2 separate regions of the Bicyclus anynana genome follow, and region 1 is linked to region 2. A link is a contact called in public Hi-C data. All regions are on one chromosome and are shown on one strand. The core of a region is the stretch at or near the end of the contact, and the rest is flanking DNA. Distances in the headings are between cores, read along the strand shown. Region 1 holds the start of LOC112045327 (PI-PLC X domain-containing protein 3). Region 2 overlaps LOC112045357 (6-phosphofructo-2-kinase/fructose-2,6-bisphosphatase).

Region 1 (4,524 bases), core at 1,374-3,873, 35 kb before region 2:
ACACAAACTTTGCCCTAACAATAACAAATACATAAAACCAAGAATCATCTAATTTTGGTGGTTTGAAAGTTATGGGCGTACATACATTTCAAATTATCCATTTTTATTTAGATAGATTACTCTTAGATAGATATTTGAAGTTGTTCAAATACATGTTTGATTGTTTGGTACTTTATTTACTGATATCATCTCTATATAACACTCCTACATCAAATTAGTAATAAACTGCAATTAACTTAATAGAGATACATATTAAATGAAAAATATGGATGAACAAGAATAGATATAATAGAGTGAGTGATTTTATTAATTTTTGTTTTTATCATTTGAGTTCATAAGCCACAAAGTTCTTGCTTTTATTTTTTGTGATTTTTCTCATTGTGATCTATATTTTTCATTTAGCCTGTATTTATACAGTGAATGAAGTACCTAATGCCAATGAGAAGTTGCTGTAAGGCATCAATTGCCTGTGTTATTGTCCACCGTAAAATCGTACCTTGGAATAATGGGTACAGTCTCTTTAGTACAGGCTCTGCATCAGGAGCTAGGCTACTGTTCCTTGTTATGCCATATGTCATTGAATCATGACTGCCTGAAATTTACAATATAGAAACCTTATTATTTACCTCCTAACAGAGACAGTGCAAGACACAAAGAAAGCCACTAAGTAATGTAGAAGTTTCAAACTCTTTTAAAGTAAAACTTTATTATGTACACTTGTCCTTGGATAGTAATCTGTTGAATGTATTACAAAATGTGTGATTGGGCTTGACAAACAGACATTGAGCATAAAACAGAGCTAAAGAAGTTTTACTTCAGTTGTGTAGTCTTAAACACAACAACTATTTACTTACCTGGTATTGCTAAATATATGAGAGGAATATTCCTGAGTGGTTCTGGCAGATCTCTCATCCAGTTTTCAAGATCAATATGTTGTGCTGAGACGTTGTCACTCATTATTGCACCTGAAACCAACAGTTTTACGCCTCGAATCACTTTGTTAATTTAAATTTTATCAATCCACGAAATTAAAATCACCTTTAATAATTTTATTTCACTTAAAGTTCAAATTTTACCTACGATTATTTTTGTAAGAAGATCGCTTTGCAGTCGATTTAAGTTACTACGTTACGAGTAGATACAAACAAAGGGCTTTGTGTTACTGAGTCGTGAACGCATTTTTCCATTCATTAGTGTATAACGTCATCATAATGCAGCATGCTAAAGCTGGTTCTAAGGTCGACGGTCCTTCGTTTTAATAGTATCATATAAATATATCTAGTGGATTACAAAATGTATGTTAGAATTACCTGTTAATTTATTCTACAAAACGTAGATGTTATCCTACGTGTAATTGCTTTAACCTCACGTACTCTTTTGTTAAGTTTAAATTGTTATTCTTTCAAATACTTTTAATGTTTATCAATATTTTTCATTCATAAAATTAATTTAAACTAATTAAAAAGAAACCAAACTCCAAAGGCTAAAGTTAAAAATAGCAAAAGCAAACGCAAAAAAATGTAAACAAAGTCGGACGTGAGAGGCACAGATAAGAAAACTATAATTGTCAAATATATGTCATATCTGTCAAACCATCACAGAGGATTAATAGTGTTTGAAAGAGGATTCATGTCTGATGAAATGCCATTCTACTCGTTATTTTTCCAATAATTATGACCTCAGCGGAATCACCGGGGGTTTTAAGCGAGCACAGAAATATCACCTGTTGGGCCCGAAGGCTGAAGGCCTAAGAGACTGCTATTTACAAACAGAATTGACTTTTAACACTTGAGATTCACATATAATAACTGGGCTTGTAGACTGTCCGCCATGCATTCAACCTTAGCAATATTTTCGAACGCGGGACGTAGAGGCGGTCACATTAGAAGTGGAGTAGCTAGACCGGTTCAGGTGTGAAAGATCGCTTGGCCTTAGAAAGGTATGTGCGTTGGCTTGAGCTGACTCGGTCTATTTTCCGCCATGGCGGAAGCGGCGCTTGTACCTCTGTGTCTAGTGTGGTCCCTTAAGAGTTATGGAGTCATAACTGGGTCATTATAGGTATTAATTAATATATCTCGTAGGTTTGCCAGGGGAAGGCCTACTGAAGACAGGATCCTCCTAGTACGCAAACACTTATAGCTTCGCTGACGTGAACGTTACGATTTATAGATGCTACGAGAACTCGGTCTTAGGTGCCAAATTCTTTAGGTAGGTAGGTACTAGGTACCTATTTGGGGCGTCCGATACGTTGGACCTACCCATTCGAAAATCGCTAACAGACTTTCTATCTATCTTCAAAATTAAATCTAGAAACTTAATTTATTATTTATTTTTTAATGACTGTTAAAAAAAGTTAGTTTGTGGCACTTATTTACGTAACAATAAGTATGTATCTCACAGCACTCAAATATTTCTGACACCAGCACCATAAATTCAGAATAAGTTTAAATTAATCGCTTACCAACCTATGATGAAGATAAAAATTATTTGAATTTTCATATTTTATTATTAAATCCACTTGTTATTTTCCTTGTGCCACTTGTATTACTGATAAGTTATCTCGTCTGAGCAAAATAAATTCTAGTAATAAGTAACTGGTAAGATCTGACCCGAGATGTAACTTAGAATGAGTAGCGTGCAATACAGTACGAATTATCGAGATTAATGAATGCAAAAAGTTTAAGGATGTTATTGTTCGCGATTGCTTTGTTTACCAACTTGGTAACAACTGATGCAGGACATATTTTTGGCGATTGGGTGAAAGGATAGTTTCGCATTTTTTTCAGCTATTCTCATTTGACCTTGTTTTTTGTCTAAGTTGTCAAATCATCGCTATAATGAGTTCATTATCAACCTATATTCGGCTTTCTGCTGAGCACAAGTCTCATCTCAGAAGAGGCGATAGGCCCAGAGCCCAGGCCACCAAGCTGGCCCAATTGACAGATAATGCGGATTGGTAGACTTCACACACGTAGAGAATTAAGAAAATTCTCAATTCAGGATGTTTTTCCTTCACGGGTTGAGACACGTGATATTTAATTTCTTAAAATGCTCATAACTGAAAGTTGGAGGTGCATGCCCCGGACTGGATTTGAACCTGCGCCTACGGAATTGGAGGTCAGATTGGTCATAACCACTGGGCTATCACGGCTCATGGTGATAATAAGGTGAATATGGTATTCACTTAAAATAGAGCAGTTTAATCAGGTCAGCAATGGTCACCTAAGTAAAATATATATTCCAGGTTCTGGATTCCCATGTGGCTTTGGGTATTGATATACGATGGTCGGGATATTGAGATTTTCTTTCTTCCAAATTAGTAGAAATCTGAAGTTGTGAATTTGGTGATGATACAGCCCCGAGAAGTCCTTGCCTCAAAAAGAACGGTAAGTCCCGGTTATTAGAATAAACATCTGCGGGGGACTAGCGATATTAAAGACTCACAGAGAAGCATTACTACCGTGCGGCCCCACCGACCTACTTTGGAGCAAAATGGTTGTTCTAAATCTAAAGGAGAAAAGAGTCTGTTCCATGTCCCGATAACGATGAACCGCATAGAACTTCCGTTTCGCATGAAATATGTTCCCGTGATAAGATTAATCATAAAGTTTTCATAGTAGGTACTTTTTGTTATAAAACTTGTTTCTGAACAATACCATCATATACCCACCAAGTGACTGAAACAGCGTAGTGAATCTTGGCTCCAAACCATCTTATTTTACTAGTAGACTGCAGACCCCGCGTGTTTCACCCGGTTAGTTCCCTTTCCCATAGAATAAAATATAGCCTATACCGCCCGGGGATAGTGTAGCTTCTTAACAGTGAAAGAATTTTCCAAATTGGTTCAGAAGTTTCCTATTCAATGCAAACAAATAATCAAATCTTTCCAAAAATAGGTTGCAATTTTATTTTGCTTCAAATACTGCAGAGCCACGCAATTTTTAGACATTGGAGGTCGCATTTGTTTGACCTTAATGTTAAAGTAATTATATGCAATTATATAGTAATTGAAGTAGGTATGTACTTATGTTATAGATGTACAGTTCAATACAATATTATATCAATATTAGGTATATAATATAACACATTTTAGGTTTAATACAAAATCACGTTTAAGCACAGAAAACATATGTACAAGTTAAGTTCTCATTATCGTTATTGTATCTACCTATCTATATGTATTAACACTACACAACTAAACTAGCTATTGTAAATCTTTCATGAAAATGAAAAACTCCATGGAAATCTATTCAATGATGACTCCATTACTCAATACTCATCCATTATCCTATAGGTAAACAGGCAGTCAACAAATATAATAATTTAAGTCAACAAAAATAATTTAAGAAAGGTCTCGGGTTCGATCTCTATAGGTAGGCTATTGCTATATCTACCCTTATGCACAAGTAGAAGAGTAGAAAAGAGGAATATTAGTCAAATCAAACATAAAATATATTGTATTCTAAAAATAATATCCAATTACTATTAAATATTAATTAACTATCAAATATCAATAAATAAATA
Region 2 (4,836 bases), core at 1,951-4,450:
TCAAATGAAAGCGAATATTGATGACTTGATCAAGAGCGTATTTAATAATTTTATGACGTTCGAAAGTTTTTCAAAATTTTCAATTTTATGTTAGTAGTATAGCTAAACAGTTTGGCAATTTTTATTTACTTACAACTTCGTTTAAAATTTGTGCAAAGTGTCTACTGTCTACTGGCCGCTTTTAATGCTTAATTTTATTGTTCCGTAGTCTATAAAGAACCCTAATAGTTTCGCCATGTCCGTCTGTTTGTCCGTCCGTCCGCCCACGGTTTTGTGCAGAGACAATTGTGCTATTACTGAAAGCTAAGTAAAGTAAATTAGGATGAGTAGGTACCTTAAAAATGTGAACAAAGTCGTAAAATAAAATCTTGAAAAATAAAGTAAAGTGGGGATAATTTTTTTTTTACTCGTTCATTTCATAGTATGGAGTATCGTTGGAAAGGTCTCTATTAGGGGTCTTTTACCAACATTTTTTGATTTAGGGATCCGTTTGTAAAATTAGAGCAATTTCAAGTATCCTCACAATCTACCGGCTTTTTAATGTACGTAGGTAACTGACAGACAAAAACAATGACAATTAAATAATATAATACGAGACAAAGACATATAATACGAGTATAATTTAAGGTTGGATTTAAATTTCATTTCAAGTTAATCATCGTTTATGCACAAAATTACAGGAAATGATATGACGTACATAATACAAGGTAAATGGCATAGGCACGAGGCACAAGTACATAACGTATTAGCAAATATTTGACTAGATTAGGTACACCATAGATAGCTTATCGTGTAATAAAAGGTGGTGTTATGTTAGATAGTGATAAGCTTGTCCATATAAGCCTTAATAATGGATTTTTGTGAAGCTCTATGAATGGACAAACGCATATTATTGAGATTGGTAAAGTAAGTCCAATAAGTAAGATAAATCATATTGATTTATCTTCCCTGCTTGACGTCATTCTTACTTATTAACCACTAGCGGACGCTAGTGACTTCGTCCGCTTGGATTTCAGTTTTTCACTAATCCCGCGGGAATATTGGATATTTCCGGAATGAAAGTAGACTATCTGGTATCCAGAATAAAATCTATTTCCATTCAAAATTTCAGCCAAATTGCTTCAGTAGCAACAGCGTAAAGGAAGGACAAACATACACACACACACAAACTTTCGCCTTTATTATATTAGTATAATATTAGTGTGATAATCGTAATTGCAAAACTGACAATGTGATAAATAAGTACGAGTTTTTTGTTATAAAAAACTAGCGGACGCCCGCGACTTCGTCCGCGTGAAACTCGATGTAAACTTTCAACCTACCTAACTCTATCCCTACCCTACCCCCTACCCTACCCTACCCTACCTCACCCTACCCTACCCCTACCCTACCCCTACCTTTTCCTGAATTTTCTTTGCTATAGACCTCACGGAGCCCGAGACCTTTCCAACTAATGCAAAACCGTGGAAATTGGTTCGTGCGTTCTGGAGTTATAGCGTCAGGAAGGAAAACCCGACTTATTTTTATATAGTAGATTAAAAATAATAATACACTAACATAATTATTACAATGAGATTATGAGATGTCCTAGAAATTATCAACCCGCATTTTTTTTCATAATCGTAAGTACCTAAGTACTAAAACAATGTGGTAATGTTTTGTCTTATTCTTTATATTAGATATATTTTTTATAATGTAGTTTTCGTCCCTATTCTACATTCCATTGTTTGGAATGATAATTCATAAAAGAAATAATATAATTTTCTACAATGGTCCATTGTTCTTATTCCGATTTCTGTGTTCCGCATAATATGAAGTAAAATGCAGAACATTTATTTATACAACATATTTTATTATTTCCTATTTTATACCATTTTATGTTTAGGTAGGTAAATTTTATGTTTACCTATAGGAAGATAATTCGGTTTTAGATGTTGACTTGTTACCGTAATTGTTACGTAACTTTTATTAAGTCTGTCTGGAACGATCCCTATCATAGTAGGATTATTGATAAAAACCATTGCATCACTCAACCGACCGACACCGACATAGCTCAACGAGTTGCGAAGCTGAAGTGGCAATGGGCGGGGCACATAGTGCGAAGAGCCGATGGACGTTGGGGTCCCAAAGTGCTGGAATGGCGACCCCGCACTAGTAAGCGCAGTGTTGGCCGACCCCCCACCAGGTGGACTGACGACATCAAGCGAGTCGCAGGGATTCGCTGGATGCAGGTGGCTCAGTATCGTGATGTTTGGAAGTCCCTACAAAAGGCCTATGTCCTGCAGTGGACGTCCATCGGCTGATATGATGATGATGATGATGATGATTGCATCACTAGACTATTATTCATATAAACGTAATCCTTATCTATCATAATAATATGTAATTTAAATCGCTTTTCTACTGTGATGATTATGGTGTTAATGGGATACTAAAAATAGTAAATTTATTTAAATACTAGCGGACGCCCGCGACTTCGTCCGCATGGAATTCAGTTTTCACAAATCTTACAGAAACCATGGATTTTTCCGGTATGAAAGTAGCTTAGGTGTTAATCCAGAGTAAAAACTATTTCCATTCAGCCAAATTGCTTTAGTAGCCGCAGCGTAAAGGAGGAACAAACATACACACACACACTTTCACACAATATTTCGCCTTTGTGATTAGTGAGATTGAGATTTTCTATATTTTAAAAATCCTCATCAGCAGACTACTACCATTGTATTATGTAGCCTGAAGTTGAGTAGTTAGGTCTGTTACACCTGCGTGTCTCGAACAGAGTGAGCTATTCTTTTACATCAAATTTGCAACCGTTGTTTAACTGATGTTAAGCCGATGCAAAGAATTCGGCATTCAGATACGCACATTTTGACACTTCGCAGAGCTGCGTGAATTTCTTCCTGTTATCGTCTTACATAACGTTACGTCGGTCCAGATAGTTTATTGACAAACATTACCTTAAGATAGCCTACCCATATTGGAGCATCATCAAATCCCTTTTCGTAAAATGAGATGGGCCTTTTTTTAAAAGGCGATAGTTAAGCTGTTATTAATAAGGTTAAATAATAATTAAAACCTGTTGTTCACAGAACTGCTCAATCAACCGTACGACAGCAGACGCGTTGGTAACAGTACCTTCGCACTACGATACGCTACCATCTAACATGTGGCAAAACTCCGAAGCACAACTTTAGGCGACGGTCCCTCGGACCACGGTCCGGTATTACCAAATCAGCATTACCACTGGTCCACCAGACCCAGTGTGAAACGCCCCGGCCCATCGCGGTTGTGAAAGACCACGGATGGAAGTACGTGATATTCAGTACGTCATCATAGCGATCCGCGTGTACATAAGCTATGCGTGCGAGAGAGTGATACAGAACATTTTGCGTCTATTTACTCAGACCAATTATAGAAGGACTTGTATCGCACCCAAATTCACGAACAAAATAATCATCTTCTGAAGAAAACGAGTTTACATTAGGTATATTATGTTATATACTAAACTAGAAGTGTTTGCTCGTTTTTTACACTATTCAACTACACAAAAAGGTATTTTTTTTACGGAGCTCTTGACCGTTGAACACGATTACATCTATGAAACATCAATACTGTAGAGACTTTTTAGAGTTTTTATAATAGAATTGGATCGTTGATCATATACTTTGTCAGAAAACGTCTAGCGAGGCAGGTCCTATACAGTAATTGGTCTGAGGTCTCGTTTCATTGTATGCGTGAGAGTGATGGATGTATCGTAAAACTTTCAAGACTGAAGGATTAATAAATCCGGCACGTCAATAAATCTATTTTTAAGTAATAAGTAGTTTATAGTCTTTTTTTTTTCAAGTAAATATAACAATTTGTGTAGGCGTATCATTTACTTTTTTATTTTATTAAATTTTTATATTACTTAAAATAAATTTAGGAAAATTTTGTAATTACTTTAGTTATTGATTTAAGTAATTGATATGATTAGTAATTTCTATTACAATCAGCTATGTGTTTTTGTTTAATGTTAATTGAAATGTTAGGTGTTTGTGCTAGTGTTAGATTTATAATTACCTGTAATATTACGTACACTAGTTAAATTAGATTATATACCACTCCTAAGACTTACAGTAAAACTTTTGTAAAATTAATTATTTTCAAATACGTACAATGTGATTAGTAGAAAACAGTTCAGACAGTAGTTCTTACAGTACCTACATATTTCGTTTAATAAGTTCTTTAGGGTATCATGACAGATAACTGCCATTTTTAATTTACGTTTAATCTTTCATTTGTTTACGTTATTTAGATTATATTTATAGCTACCTACTACTAGATACTTTTAGGGTTTTAACTATTTTAATTTGTATATCATTTATTTCATTAAATCATTTAATCTAAAGGAATGAATTCATTCAAACTATACATATAGCTAAATTGTTGCATTTTTGTTCATAAAACGTCTTGTATGACTGGTTGTTTGTGATAGATCGGCTGTAAATATGTTTGTCCTATAAGGACTGGTATCTAGGACCGAAAAATAAATCAAAAAAATAAAAAACATACATACAGCCGAACATAGCCCCCTACTCCTTTCGGAAGTCAGTTAAAAACGTAAAAAAAAGTATCATTCAAAATCTAAACATGCACATCAAAATTAATATATAATAATTAACTACTCCATATTAAAGTTTCTATAGAATTTTAGAATATTAAGGTGATAGGTACTTTTATAAGTGGACGATGGAGTGTTTTTTATAATTACAATTAGATACCTACTTTACTCCTAAGTATAGAAAGTGGTAAACATAAAAAATAATAATTATCTAAGTATGTCTAAGTTAATTA

Evidence for each region. Hi-C and Micro-C count contacts between places; a contact is called where the count stands out from the background.
Region 1: a Hi-C map of whole body shows a contact between it and region 2, with 2.9 times the contacts expected there. The contact joins the promoter of LOC112045327 here to the enhancer-like site in region 2. A contact is called at or near these places in 2 of 2 Hi-C or Micro-C datasets (whole body and whole larva).

What each region holds. Positions count from the first base shown.
Region 1 is chr19:8,187,983-8,192,506 of ilBicAnyn1.1, reverse strand. LOC112045327 (PI-PLC X domain-containing protein 3) reads right to left here and starts at 2,623. Exons shown (of 7, transcript XM_024081467.2): 1 at 2,466-2,623; 2 at 855-965; 3 at 430-592. The coding sequence starts at 2,499.
Region 2 is chr19:8,153,100-8,157,935 of ilBicAnyn1.1, reverse strand. It overlaps LOC112045357 (6-phosphofructo-2-kinase/fructose-2,6-bisphosphatase), which reads left to right. Exons shown (of 9, transcript XM_024081506.2): 9 at 3,090-4,836. The coding sequence ends at 3,194. Among protein-coding and RNA genes, the nearest start is that of LOC112045313, 8.1 kb to the right of the region's middle. Within about 2 kb of position 3,200, at least 7 of the 8 cell types and tissues checked have open chromatin away from gene starts, as enhancers often do.